2 separate regions of the Mus musculus genome follow, and region 1 is linked to region 2. A link is a contact called in public promoter capture Hi-C data. All regions are on one chromosome and are shown on one strand. The core of a region is the stretch at or near the end of the contact, and the rest is flanking DNA. Distances in the headings are between cores, read along the strand shown.

Region 1 (2,700 bases), core at 52-2,551, 770 kb after region 2:
TATCTTCCCAAAGTCCCTCTTTTACTTTCATGTCACACACATGAGTGTGTGTGTGTGTATTCTCCATTAGAAGCATGTCCTATTGTTTTTCCTCATAATTCTCATATTCCCATCACCTTCTCAGTAGATGCTCTCTCCCCTCAGCACTTACTACTACTATCTTATCAAACTCAAAGCTCACATATGAGCGCACTCGCAGGCGGGAAAGCACGTGCACTTTTCTGAGTTAAATTGTCTTTTCTTTCAGAAAAGAAAAAGGGTCATTTTCATGAACCCAAGTTGTATTTGCAAGTCATTGTATAAACACAATGTCCTTTTAAAAACAGATTGTTGAGCTGAATTTGTAACCTCTGGCAAATTAACTATCCCAAGACAAATTTTAAAAAAAGCAAATATCGAATAATTGCCTTCAATCTTCCTCTAAAATAAACCATTTTCTTAAGCTTCGTTAAATTTCATGAATATCACCAACATCTTGGTGACTGTAACTACCGAGGTTCAAGATGGAAGATTTATGTCCCTGTCCCTTCCCGTCCCCTCCACCCCACCCCATCCCACAGCTGGAAAGCTAACAGGTGTTTAAAGAAAACTGCTAATCTTTGGGAATTCCACAATCCCGCTACTCTTTTGACACAGCATTTAAGTGTACAGGGTTGTTTTGTTTTGTTTTGAACAGAACTACATATCGATGTCGACTTTGTCATAAGAGACTTTAGATCTCTCCAGAAAAGGTAAAAACCGATGTTTCTACCACCACACCACTAATTTGGAAAAGAAAAAGGCAAAAATATCGCCAGTGTAGTAGAGAATAAAGAAGTCCAGGTCAAATCATTTTTGTGAGATGCACGACCTCTCGCAAACTAAACATTTCTCAGTCATAATAAAAAGAAAACGGCAACGCATGGGGGGAAGGTAGCGGAATCGCAAACGCACTTTAATACCAGAACCCCACGTTACACATACATTATTTCGTAATGCCCTATATATACAACAACCTAAGGGTGGGCACTGTCCCTAAAGTTACAAATTCCGAGCCAATGCCGAGCTCTTTGCTGTACGAAGTGTGGAGGGCTTGATGAGTCTAAACTCAGAACCGCCGTAATCCCACATCGAAGGCTCGCCTTCCCTCGGGCAGTTCTGCAATGGCCTTTAGCCATTCATCGCCCTGTCTAGCAGAGACTCGCAAGCCGCTCGCAAAGGCTCCAGCAGCTCCCCAGCCCCAGCCCGCACACTGCATCCGCGCTCCTACCAACGCTCCCGGTAGACACCTTTCACTTCCGCCTCTGGACGCCCGGGAGGGAGCGGAGTGCGGAAGTAACGGCTGACTTCCGGCCTCGGCCTGGCGCAGAGGTGACGTCACTAGCCCGGCGCGCTGTGCCTAAATCCTCGGCCGCCTGACCGCGGGAGCCCAGCAGGGGGCGGCTGAGACTGTGGCTGCGGGGACTCTGGGCTCTGGGCTGGTTCGAGACCACAGGGCGGCGCCAAGGCTTCCCTCTGGCTGGGGCTGAGATTCTGCCTGCACCAAAGAACAGGTTCGGTTTGATCTCTTTCTTTTAGGTTGCTTTATAGACCTTGGGGGTCTTTGTTTGTTTGGTAGGTTGGTTGGGTTTTTTTTCCCCCAAATTCTTCTGCATTTTTCTGTTTGGTTTGGTGTTTGTAAGAATAAAGATTTCTATTTGGGAATTTAAATTATTAATAATCAGTTTACTCAGAAAGTGAAACTACTGATCACAGCTTATTCCTTGCCTGGGATTACTCAGTAGCTATTTACGGTGCACGTGTGGCTTGCGGAAAGCAAGACAACCTCGGCCTTCTGGACCGTAACTCCCATGGTCTCGCTTCTGCCAGAATATTCTCTCCTCAGCATGCCCCATGGATTTTCATTTATGAACACCAGGAGATGGCTTTAGTCCTCTTGAAAGTGATATCAATGAGGAAAAGGTGCAGCTGAGATATTGGAGAGGTTGGGAAGACGAAGGGCAGGGAGGGAAAGATGAGGGGCAAAGAAGAGAAAAAGAGAACTAGGAGCAGTGTGGTAGACAATGTTTCCCAAGAGGCTGTTCTGGGGTTCTCATCTTCCTTGAGGGATGTTGTTGTTGTTGTTGTTGTTGTTGAGACAACTTTGTATCAAAGTTGTGCTGCTATGCAAATCTCTCTCCTTTGCCATTTCGTTTTGAAAGGATAGTGACATGTGATGATGCTTGTGATTTTAGATGACCTCACTTGGAAGGAGGAGAGTAGGGAAGTCTACATCAAGATAAACCCCTCCCTAAAATTAGACTTAAAACCCTCAGGACTTAGACTCAATGTGTAGATCAAATGCCATGTCTGTGCTATCTTCAGAATTGTCCCTGTCCTCTTTTAACCAAAGATTGATAATAATGATATAACTAGTAATATTGATTATTGTGCCTTTATGTCTGCCTCACTAGCTTTTCCTTGTTTGAGTCTCAACAAACTCAATTAGAGTGAGAAAGGAATTAGCCCTCCATTCCTCTAAGAGAACCCACGGGTAAAATACCACCATCCATAGATTCCAGGATTCAATAAACAAATGTCCTTTCTACATCCTTGTCAATTACACAAATCTACATCTTCCTGTAATTACACTCAGGGTCTGTAGAGGGATTTTAATGTAACAACATGGCTACTCTAGCTATAATACAGACATGCCTTAGCACATTCCTTTAATCCCTCTGG
Region 2 (2,700 bases), core at 49-2,548:
TATGACTTGCCCAGTGCGCTAACAGAAGTGTGGTCTTGACAACTGCAGATAATTTTCTGCAGTTGTGTAACCTTTGGAATTCTGGGAAGTTTCCAGAAGATGCATAGATGCTAGGCTCCCGAGATGCAGGGGAGGTGGTAGTTGGTCATTAAGGGAGGTTGGTTGAGGCTTGTTAGTAGCCATAGCCAAAGAAAAACCAAAGAAATAAGTTAGATGCAGGGCTTTCTTTTTATTCTATCCTTGTTTCTCTCCTATCTAGTATTAGGGAGTGAAACCGAGGGGATAAAGGGTGGAAAAAAGAAGAACCCACAAAGTAGCAAAGGCCAGCTACACAATTCCTCTATTTCCACGTCAAGTCACTGATGAAATGCTGAAGAGGGGGCTGGTGTGTATATATGGGTACACTTACACGATACATACCCGCCCAGACACATTTTCATATATGTGTGTGCTGAAAGGGAAAGAATGACAAAGGGGATTCCTGGAGACTTCCCGGTCCTCTGGGAGCCAGGAAGTTCAGCTCTTGAGACCAAGACCGTTGTCTTCCTTGCCAAGTGATCTGCTCTTGAACTGAGCCACTTTGTAGCTCAGCAGCCTTTCCCTGTGCTTCTCGGGGGCAGCAAGGTGCATCAGGGAATAACAACCAACTACGCTAAAGGTGACATACACTGCGCAAGTTACAGTGCAGCTCCTTGCCACTGCATTCAGAAAGAGGGCCCATTGCATTTGCAGTTTGTGTAAAATATAATCAATGAATTTCTCACGGGATGAACTTTGTCATGTTTAGAGTAATTTCATAGGAATTCTTGGCTTCACCTAGTCCCCTATGTAAAGGGACAGCCTTAGTGGTCCTGTCCTGCATTTCACGTGGCGATGACACTCAGGCGATGGAAGGTGGATGCTCTTTGTGGACAAGTGTGGACACGTACTAAACCTTCTTCCCTGGAGCCCTGTACGCAGCCTTTCTCTTCAGTCACCTGGCTGTCCGGTTTTTAGAAGGAAACGAGAGCATTCGTTTCTGTTCTTTAGGAGTACAGAGTTAAATAGCATGGGAAACACACACCTTGTACAGCCTTTATTTTGAAGGCGACTGAGTTCAGTCATGGGCTCCTCCTGATACCAGTTCAAGTCTATGTAGTTTATTCAATAGATATTTAGTGCCCACTTTATGCCGTAGACTTGATAGGCAAAAGAAATAGAAAGTAAAAGAGAAAACAAACAAAGAAATCAGAGTGCAAAGTAAACACTTGCTAAAATTTAATCTGTGGCAGTTGCTATGAAGCTGTGGTGTTGCGTATGACAGGAATCCTGCCCTGGTGCACAGGTCGTGGGACTTGACCTGAGAACAAGGTTTCAACACAGGACTGAAAAATTAATTAGCAGCTAATTACATGGAGAGGGCACAGATGTCCAGACTTCAGAACTGCATGTGGGAACATTGTGTGGCTAACGGGAGAATGTGCCAGATGCAGGCACTGAAGGACCAGTGGGAGAGTATGAAGGGACAAGAATGTGTAAACAATTAGATAAGCGGAGAAGGGGGTTCTGCAGGCCTCAGCCAGCAGCTTAAGTGTGTCAGGGGAGACGGGGTTTGGCCACAGTGTGAAGCTTTTGACTCACAGAGTAACAGTTGATCAAGTCTGATTTTCAAAAGACCAGTTAGGAGTGTGGATGTATAACTTGAAATAAGGTAAGGATGATGACACATAGGTTCCGGGGAGATCCTGGGCTTAGCGAGTAAGTGGGTGTCAAGAGAAGGAGAAAAATGAATATATTTAAGACCATACAGGGACACTAAAATCATAACGTATAATGAAAGTAACATTAATGTGATTGAGATGTGTATAAAAATAGCAAGCAAAGAAGTTTAAAACAGTGTAGAGACTCCTGTCCCATCTTTATATGCATTTGCTCTGCTCTGGGGGCAGTCCTGAGGAGTCCCCAGTCACCTCCTCTATGTGTGCAGGGTAGAACCAAATATGCTCCTTCCTAGCATTTTGTCCTGAAAGCCACCTACCCTGTAGTTCCTTTCTAGGGGTATCTCACTATTGATGGACTCAGTATTGCTCTCCCCTCCTCCACCAACACAGCCCCTCAATCAGCTTTTCTGTCTCTGTATCTGAGATCTCTGCTGTATGTAGCATGGCCTCTCTCAGTGGCTTAATATTTTCCTTTCAATAAACTCCTTTCAAGTAATTTTGCTTGTTCATATGACTTCAAAAAACCAGAGATCCCTTAAGCATTCCCATAATAGAAAACAAGGTAAAATGAAACCAATGAAAATACGTAAGGGGTACGTAATATTAAGTTTGATCTTACCCACCCCGGATCCTGAACCTAAGTCCTACTTCCCTTAAGGGAGTGAGAGCCGAGTGCCTGGGAGGTCGTAAAAACAAACACCCAGATGAGATGAAGCTTTTCTTCTTGATATTCTCAAAAGAATGGAAAGATAACCAAAGAAGGGACTAACGTTTTTATGAAGGTGATAGGTATCATGCCATGTTCTCTTTGCCAGCTAAAGCAGTTTGTAGTTGGGGTTCACATCTCCCATTGTGGGAGAGCTGCTCTAGACCACATATATCTTCCTGCCATTAACACTGGAAACAAGTTGGGGGTTAGACTCAGGAAGTGCCCAACGGGTGAGAGTTGATCAAACCTGAGGGCCTGGGCCTGAGTTCCAATCCCAGGTATCCACGTAAA

What was found. Promoter capture Hi-C pulls out the DNA fragments that hold promoters and counts their contacts.
Region 1: a promoter capture Hi-C map of liver shows a contact between it and region 2, with 7 times the contacts expected there. The contact joins the promoter of Mterf1b here to the enhancer-like site in region 2. A contact is called at or near these places in 6 of 39 promoter capture datasets (the 3T3-L1 cell line, the SN4741 cell line, cranial neural crest and 3 more), 1 of 15 datasets of contacts at CTCF or cohesin (pro-B cells), 31 of 484 Hi-C or Micro-C datasets (the Ba/F3 cell line, the G1E-ER4 cell line, the HL-1 cell line and 19 more), 2 of 115 datasets of contacts at active chromatin or transcription factors (bone marrow-derived macrophages and neural tube) and 2 of 9 other capture datasets (adipose tissue and macrophages).

Annotation. Positions count from the first base shown.
Region 1 is chr5:4,190,968-4,193,667 of GRCm38.p6, reverse strand. Mterf1b (mitochondrial transcription termination factor 1b) reads right to left here and starts at 1,301. Exons shown (of 2, transcript NM_001042670.1): 1 at 1,250-1,301.
Region 2 is chr5:4,958,424-4,961,123 of GRCm38.p6, reverse strand. All of the region lies in intron 10 of Cdk14 (cyclin-dependent kinase 14), which reads left to right. Among named protein-coding and RNA genes, the nearest start is that of Fzd1, 200 kb to the right of the region's middle. Within about 2 kb of position 1,298, at least 15 of the 459 cell types and tissues checked have an H3K27ac peak or open chromatin away from gene starts, as enhancers often do. A contact at or near this core is called in liver and muscle stem cells, where this site is marked.